3 separate regions of the Mus musculus genome follow, and regions 1 and 3 are each linked to region 2. A link is a contact called in public HiChIP or PLAC-seq and Micro-C data. All regions are on one chromosome and are shown on one strand. Each heading gives the region's core, a stretch centred on a gene start, on an enhancer-like site or on the middle of the called end of the contact. The rest is flanking DNA. Distances are from core to core; before and after follow the strand shown.

Region 1 (2,700 bases), core at 182-2,681, 120 kb after region 2:
CACCCCACCCCTTCCTCTTTTTACTATGAGTCTCACTATTTGCTCTGGCTGACCACAAACTCCGGGCTCAAATGATCCTCCTGCCTCAACCTGAGTAGCTCCCAAAATATTCATATACACAGACACACCAACCCCCACCCACCCCCTTCTCTATGCTGTAACTCCTCTCTGGGTGATACTCAAATGCCAACTAAGATAGCATGCTAAGCCATATCTAAGCCTGAATACGACCATCACTGCTCTAAGACCAAGCTGGTACTCATTGGACAAGCCACAACTGCAATTGCTCCTCGGAACCATGACATCAAAATGCCTGTCGGCAATTTTTCTCGGCTGTCTTGTCTGCTAGCTGCTGTTACTGCAGTACACCGATGAACTCTCTACTTCTTCTGCCTTTTCTGTCTTGGAGAATTATTTCACTGCTCCACATCATGGGTACCTGTCTGCCTGAGTTTGACACCTAGCTGTTATCCTGTTTAAGGTATAACAGGAGAGAGGTGTCTATTTACTCGGTATATACAATTTGTAGGGCAGAAGATCAATATTTTCTCTTCTGAGTTGGTTTGCTGCACATCTGTGTAACCCTCAGATAGGAGAGCTAAATGCATCATAGCTCTATACTGTTCCTACTTAATAATAGAGTGTAATGTGGCTAGTACAAATTGAATTGCTATACCAAACCTGTATAACACGATATTTCAAAGCCAATGTAAAAATTTGACTTGATATTCTGTCTTTATTTGACTGCTTGTTAAAATTAATTTTATCTTTCTTGGTGCAAAATATTGTACAAAATGTAGCCACTAAAAAAATTCGTATACCAGTTGGCATTCTAGTTCAATAGGATAACGCTGAATAATATCCTAGGGAAGGGAAGATCTGTATTCTTGCCACGCCCAATCTCCAGCTGTGGCATTGCGGTACCCAACACAGTCGCCAAGATGGCAGTCTCTGCAGAAACGCCCACACTAGGAACTCCAAGGACCAACAAACAGAACCTAGAAACCCTCCTTTCAGAGAACTCGCAGACGCAGGCCCTACCCTGCCCCACCCCTCCGTCGCCCCGCCTCTTTGCGGCAGAGCTCAGGCCGGTGCAAACCGGTTCAGTGGCCTGACTGACACTCAGTTTTACCCAATCCTCAGCACGCCCCGCCTTCCAAGGAGAGACTCGAAACGTCAAATCGCTGGCGTCTCCGGAGGCGGTTCGAAAGCCTATAATAGGCGCAGACCGTGTCTTAGACCGGCAAACCACCAATGGTGTGACGCGAGGGCGGGACCCTGTTGACCCAACCCGAGGCCTTCGGCTTTTCTCTGGAGCCAGCGGGCGAGAGGAGGGCTGATAGGCGGGGTCTAGAGCAGCGGAGCCTGCGCACTAAGGCCGCCGGCCTGGGTGACGTTATCCTTTCCCGCGGACAGCTCCGCCCTGTCCCGCCCAGCCTCGCCCCGCCCTCCTCGAAGTCAGAGGGTGCTGCGCGTGCGGTGGGTGCTGCTGTAGCCTGCCTGAGTTCTCAACGCGGTCTTTGTCCCCCAGCTTTGTTCTCGCCGCCCTGGCGTCGTCCTCGCCCCCGTCGCCGCCTGCCCCGCGCGCCCGGGCCTTGCCCGCCATGGTGGCCAGGCCGGAGCCTGAGGTCGAGGCCATGGACGCTGAGCTGGCGGTACCGCCGCCTGGCTGCTCGCACCTGGGCAGCTTCAAGGTGGACAACTGGAAGCAAAACCTGCGGGCCATCTACCAGTGCTTCGTGTGGAGCGGAACTGCCGAGGCTCGCAAGCGCAAGGTGAGCCCAAGGCTTGCGCCGCTCTGCGGGCTGGGAAGCGGGGAGTGTAGGTGGGAGAGGGAGAGGGGAAGCCTGGTAGTCGTGGGGAGGGAGCCTGGCCTTGCGGGGAGGGCGTGAGGGGAAGCCTTGCCGTGAGGGGGTGGGGCCGAGGAATGGGCAAGGCGAAGCCTCGCGGTGCAGGGAAGGGGCTAGAGGAAGCATCCCGGTGCAGGAAGGGGGACTAAGGAGAACCTCGCAACGTGGGGAGGGGGCTAGAGGAAGCGTCGTGGTGCAGGGAGGGGGCTAGAGGAAGCATCACGGTGCTGGGAGGGGTCCAGGGACCACCTAGTGGACGCTGTTGGGAGTGTGGCGGTGGAACCCACGATGGGAGGGGGAGGGGTATCTGAGTAGGAGGAGGAAGATCTGTCTGGACATTCCATTGAGGAGTATTTGTCTGTAAAGGTAGTGGTGGGGGCCTGGGGTCTGCAGGGTAGTTCCGTGGATAACAGCTCGTTCCCGGGGCTGAGACCCTTCGCGGACACCTGAGGCTGGCAGGGCCTCCGCGCACTCGAGTTGAGAAGCGAGATTTTTAGGACGTAGGAGGTGATTGACAACCGCAGCCTTCGAGAGTGGCTATTTTGTTGTTTTGGGTCCTGTAAATCTCAGCAACTATGATGATTTTATTAGTGATTTGGAGATGGGAAAACATTATTTTCTAATTTAAAAAAAACTTCATAATTACAATTTGATTTTGAAGGTGAAAAGTGGAATAGAAAATTTTGATTGTTTCTATCTTGAGTAGCATTTTATAACGGGAGAACTGACAAATCTGCTGGGTGTTTCATGTTAAGCATCAAACTCTCCCTCTTTAGTTTCTCGAGGCAGGACTTCTCTCTATAGCCCTTGGCGTTCTTTTCTTTTTTCTTTTTTCTTTTCTTTTTGGTTT
Region 2 (2,700 bases), core at 108-2,607:
GGCTCGTTATGAATATAAGAGCTCTCTGTGCCAGGGCCAGGAATGGGAGTGGGTGGGCTGGGGAGCAGGGGGAGAGGGAAGGGGATTTTCGGAGGGGAAACTAGGAAAGGGGATAACATTTAAAATGTAAATAGCCGGGCATGGTGGCACACACCTTTAATCCCAGGACTCAGAAGGCAGAGGAAGGCAGATTTCTGAGTTCAAGGCCAGCCTGGTCTACAGAGTGAGTTCCAGGACAGCCAGGGGTATACAGAGAAACCCTGTCTCAAAGAAAAACAAAAACAAAACAAAACCAAAAACAAACAAACAAAAAAAGTAAATAAAATATCTAGTAAAAAATTTTAAAAAGAGTTCTCTGTCTTTTATTTGGGAACTAAATGATCATAAGCGGGTAGAAACCCCCAATTAATTTTAACCATGACAAAGGAGCCTCTTCAGTGTTCATAAAATGATTACTATTAAGCATGACCCTGATTTTGTACCTAGCTGAAGCCGTCTGCCTTCCAAATCAGTGGCCATGAAGCATCACAATGTCCACCCAGAGGACTACACTGACAGTTGTCTGGTGACATCACCTGCACTAACAGCCATCATGGCTTCCACTCAATGCAGCCTATGGGCTTTTCCACCTGTGCCCCAGTTTCTGAATGACAACTTGGAGGCTTGCTATTTATTAATAAATGCCTCTGCCTCAAACTAGGCTTGTTCTCTGGCCAGCTCATAACTCAGTTAACTATTTACTCTTTTATACAGTGCCACGTGGCTGGTTACCTTTCCTCCATTTCATACATCTGACTTCCTTTGAGTCCTCATGACGAATCTCTCACACCTGGCTGCTTACCAGAATTCCTGGCTGCTTACCAGAATTCATTCTCTCTCTCTCTCTCTCTCTCTCTCTCTCTCTCTCTCTCTCTCTCTCTGTCTGTCTCTCTCTCTCTCTCTCTGCCAGGTGTCCCATCTTCTAATCCTTCCCCAGTTTACTGGCCATCAGTTTTTATTGACAGGTGATGCTTCCACACAGTACACAAGAGATTCTCTCTACAAGCCTAAATGCCCAAAGCCACACTCCTTCATTCTTTGTATAACCCTCAGGAAACCCAACAGGTTCTAAAAAGGGATCCGTGGCACCCTGGAGAATGGTTGCCAACCCTAGTTGCTTTCCTCTCCTCCCAGTGGAAGAACCTACCAAGCTAAGCTTCCAACTTGTGTTTGTTTCCTCAAGTCCAGAGTCAAACTTAGCAATATCATCCACATAGTTTCGCAGATAAAGAGGTGGTGGGATGCTGTGCATGGGCCTGGGGCTGTTTGCATTTTGATGCTAATTCTGCTCTCCTGGGAGGAGTTGCAGACAAGGAGTGAGTCACACACTCAGGTGACTTCTTGTGAACCAATCCCCTAGTGAATAAAGGAGGCAATCACTGGGGGAGTAAGAGGGACTTCCAGGTTATCCTTGTTTCTGAACTAAGTTTGTGCGGTGTTTTTCTTCTCTCAGTTCCAGAGAGAAAGGTACAGCAGCAAAGCATGGGTTTACCTGATGTGCACCTCAAAGGCCGCGGGGGTATTGAAGCACGGGGCTGGCGTGGTAGCAACCCATGAGTGGGAACCTAGTGAGCTGGGTGGAGATTTTGAAGTTCTGAGTCAGAGTCTCCACAAGATAATAGGCCGGCCATTGCCCGCACAAGCATGGAAACGTGCCGGTTCTTTTTTAGTATTTCCCGTTTAGTATTTAGAATCTTCCTCTACTGTTAAGGAACGCTACTGAGGTCAGGTACGTAGCAGAGGAGACCCTGAGAGATCATTGCACAAAGCTGTGAAAGTGAATCCTGGATTGTGTTTGAGATCCCCCAGAGCCATGGCATCTCCACACAGGGAACAGAACTAGTCCAGGATACAGACATGTACTTCAGGTAGCAAAGCTGGAAGGGCTGCTTCATCTAAGCCCTCTGACTACAGATACGGGGCTATAGAACTTGGTTTGCCCTGCTGGGTCTCAGTCTTGCTTTGGCCTAGTGTTTCCTCCCTATACCCAGTCTCCTCCCTTTTGTAATGGTAATTTATATTCTTTATATTGAAAGTGTAGGGTAAAAGGGTCAAGGAAAGAAAACCCTGACCCTGACTTGACCCCAAGGCCCCAGACCAGGAACAAGGGGAAAAAAACAAAACCAAACAAACAAACACCAATCCCTGGGCTTTAAGATCAGGCCACAGAGTCCCTCCAATCCCAGGCTACCCTGGAAATCTCCACTCCCTCAAGAGACCCTATATACAGCCTGTCTTCTGTTCTGTTTCCTGCTGTTTCTGTCTGAGTAGAGGTAGACACTGGGTTTTCCCCCTCCTAATCTTTTGTGTGAGGTTTGATGTGTGATGTGACATTGTAGTATTCCTTCACTCCAAGTTCCAAGGATACTTTTGCCAGGAGAGTGGTAACAGCCCCATTGGGGAAGGTTTTCCCCTCAGAGCTATAACACTTCTAGGAAGTATGCAATTGTATGTTGGAAAAATGTGATTTGCTCTTAAAAAAAAAACAATTTATTGATTCTTTGTGAATTTCATAACATGCATCCCAGTTCCATTCATCTCCCTGTCCCTCCATATCAACTCTCTGCCCTTGCAACCTCCCCCTCAAAAGAAAACAAAATATAAAAAAATAAAATGGAAAAAGAAAACCCATCTCGCTGTGAAAGCTGTAGTGTGTCACAC
Region 3 (2,700 bases), core at 177-2,676, 64 kb before region 2:
GGGGTGATGTGAGTTTCCTCTTGGGCGGCGGCGGGGAGTGGGGTGGGGTGGAGTGGGGGAACTACATTAGGCTTTCCCAGGGAAAGAGGGTAGTTTAGCAGGTGTGGGTGTGACCTTCTGGAAAGTGCTGTCAGAGTGAAGGGGATACTGCCCTAAACAGAAGTAACCTCAGGGCCTATAGTGGAGGAGGGCACCGTGAAGGGTACATGGCTTCCCAACTCACTGGGCCAGGGTGGAGAAGGTGGAACACAGTATTCACCCACAGCTGCTGGTTTTCGCAGGGGTTCAGCATTGGCCAACACCATCTCCCAGTTTGCCCTGGCCATTTTCCTGTTCCTCTACATCCTCTGGAGAAGACTACACCAAGCCACCTGGGGAGGTAAAGACCACCTTTTGAGCCTTTGACCGTGACTTCTGCCTGAAGGTCAGACATGTTGCAAACCTATCTGTTGCACCTGCAGGGTGGTCCTGGGAGTGTCTGCAGGACTGGGCCTCCTTCCTGCGACTGGCTATCCCCAGCATGCTCATGCTGTGCATAGAGTGGTGGGCCTATGAGGTTGGCAGCTTCCTGAGTGGTACGTATGCAGATGGATGACTGGTGGGGACCCTGTGGCTGGGGCCAGGCATCAGCTGACCATCTTTACTAGGTATCCTTGGCATGGTGGAGTTGGGAGCCCAGTCCATCACCTATGAATTGGCTATCATTGTATACATGGTAAGTGCTCAAGACCCTCCACGGTAAAGGGGACCTGTTTTCTATCCTGAGAGTCCTACAAAGAGCAAAAGGCACTGGTGACATTAAGTAATGCTGTCTGAGATGGTTCCTGACGTAAAATGCTTCCCTGGAGCTGGGGTCTGAGGTATGGACATGTAATTTCAGCTGGGTAGAGAGTGAAGCAAGAGAGTCACAAGTTCAAGGGTGGACTGTGCTAAGGACTAAGATATCAGAGTAAAGAATAAAAGGGTGTGTGTGGGGGGGGGTGGAGAGATGGCTCAGCGGTTAAGAGCACTGACTGCTCTTCCAAAGGTCCTGAGTTCAAATCCCAGCAACCACATGGTGGCTCACAACCATCCTTAACAAGATCTGACCCCATCTTCGGGAGTGTCTGAAGATAGCTACAGTGTAACTTACATATAATAAATAAATAAATCTTAAAATAAAAGAAAAGAATGAAAGGGGGTAGGGATAGCTCATTGGTAGAGCATTTATCTAGTACCCATGAGGCCTTGGGTTTGATCCTTGACCTACTCCCGCACAAAGTCTTCTAGGAGCTGGAGAGGTCCTTTTTGACCCATATGGTCAGGAATCCCAGTAGGCAGCAGGAGGGGAGGGCAGAAACCCAAAAGATCTGCTAATTCTGTCTCTGACCCCATTCAGATGTAAAGCAGTTGACTGTGTTTCCACACTGTCAGAATCTTTTCCTTTGTCCCAATGCCCTGGTGCCCTGTGGGTGGAGTGGTAAGGAATGGAGGGCTGGTTACCAAGGTCAGATATGTGCGGGTTCCGATGAACGCATATCAGTTATCTCCTGGAAAGGCCGGGGGCCGGAGGTGGGGAGAGTAGTGCACTTACAAGAATGGAAAGTAGGGACATGGACAAATATGTGTCCACCATGCTTACAGAGGCTTTACTGGCTGTAGATAAGAGGCATTGCCTGAGTGTTGGCCTGTCGGTGGAGGAATGGGTGGGCCAAGTATGGAGCATGCGCACAGAGAAAAGTTGGAGCATGCGCACAGAGAAAAGTTGGAGCATGCGCATAGAGAAAAGTTGGTCACCCTTAAAAGTGAAGGACACTCTGACGTGCTAGAAAATACATTGTTAGAGGCTTCTCTGTCACTTTGTTTCACAGAAAACTCCAACCTGAAATTCTGAAGGCCTAGATTTTATAGCATGCATCTCTTGAGACGGAAAGCTAAAGAAGGGACAAAGGTGGCGGGCTGTAGTAGAGAATACCTAGCATACTTGAGGCTCATGCCCAGGACAATGCAAAAAAAAAAAAAAAAAAATTTAGAGGAGAGGAAGGGGTATTTATAGTATGGAGAAGGACTCAGCCAGCTGACATTTTACCATCTGTTGTTTATATTTAAAATATACAGAGTATATACACTTTCTTGGTTTTTTGTTTGTTTGTTTTTTGTTTTTTTCTGGCACTGTTGGGGATCCAGCACGACAGGTCAATGCTCTCCCTCTATTTGGGGGCATATATTTTTATTTTCACTGTTTGTAGAAGACATTTTTAACCTGTACCTCATGTTTATACATCTCATATTTTAGCAAATTTAGTTAAGTACATTTATCAGTGCCTGAAGTCCATGAGCCCATTATCTTTAAGTTAGTCTCTCACTGCCCAGTATTTAAATTCATAATTTTTCAATAAGATCAGCAACACCCCAGGATGCCTCCTAGGACAAATATCTTTATGTGATTTCCTAACCTTTTTATCTTTAAGATAAATGCCTATAGATCCATGTAGAACTATGTATATGTTTTTTTACATATCTTGTCCTCTGCCCACTACAAGCTCAGAAGAGCATATTCATATTTCTCTCCAGTTAAAAGAAGGATATAAACCTTCTCTATAGATGTGCCACATCTGTAGATGTGTGCACAACATCATGTTTATGGACTCCCTGTCTGTTTGTCATTACTTGTTCTAATATAGTCTCAGTAACTTTCCCCCCTGGCATAAAGGAGACATG

Evidence for each region. Hi-C and Micro-C count contacts between places; a contact is called where the count stands out from the background. HiChIP or PLAC-seq counts read pairs in DNA pulled down with a chosen protein or histone mark.
Region 1: a Micro-C map of embryonic stem cells shows a contact between it and region 2, with 4 times the contacts expected there. The contact joins the promoter of Usp22 here to the enhancer-like site in region 2. A contact is called at or near these places in 1 of 39 promoter capture datasets (embryonic stem cells), 2 of 484 Hi-C or Micro-C datasets (both in embryonic stem cells) and 2 of 115 datasets of contacts at active chromatin or transcription factors (both in embryonic stem cells).
Region 3: a contact with region 2 is called in an H3K27ac HiChIP or PLAC-seq map of embryonic stem cells, with 24 read pairs. The contact joins two enhancer-like sites. A contact is called at or near these places in 2 of 39 promoter capture datasets (embryonic stem cells and macrophages), 2 of 484 Hi-C or Micro-C datasets (the N1E-115 cell line and nephron progenitors), 4 of 115 datasets of contacts at active chromatin or transcription factors (all in embryonic stem cells) and 3 of 9 other capture datasets (adipose tissue, liver and pancreatic islet).

The regions. Positions count from the first base shown.
Region 1 is chr11:61,173,790-61,176,489 of GRCm38.p6, reverse strand. Usp22 (ubiquitin specific peptidase 22) reads left to right here and starts at 1,431. Exons shown (of 13, transcript NM_001004143.4): 1 at 1,431-1,775. The coding sequence starts at 1,605.
Region 2 is chr11:61,296,163-61,298,862 of GRCm38.p6, reverse strand. No RefSeq gene overlaps it. Among named protein-coding and RNA genes, the nearest start is that of Aldh3a2, 30 kb to the right of the region's middle. Within about 2 kb of position 1,357, at least 23 of the 459 cell types and tissues checked have an H3K27ac peak or open chromatin away from gene starts, as enhancers often do. A contact at or near this core is called in embryonic stem cells, where this site is marked.
Region 3 is chr11:61,360,702-61,363,401 of GRCm38.p6, reverse strand. Slc47a1 (solute carrier family 47, member 1) reads left to right here. Exons shown (of 17, transcript NM_026183.5): 7 at 1-8; 8 at 282-379; 9 at 462-575; 10 at 648-715. Among named protein-coding and RNA genes, the nearest start is that of Slc47a1, 16 kb to the left of the region's middle. Within about 2 kb of position 1,426, at least 9 of the 459 cell types and tissues checked have an H3K27ac peak or open chromatin away from gene starts, as enhancers often do. A contact at or near this core is called in embryonic stem cells, where this site is marked.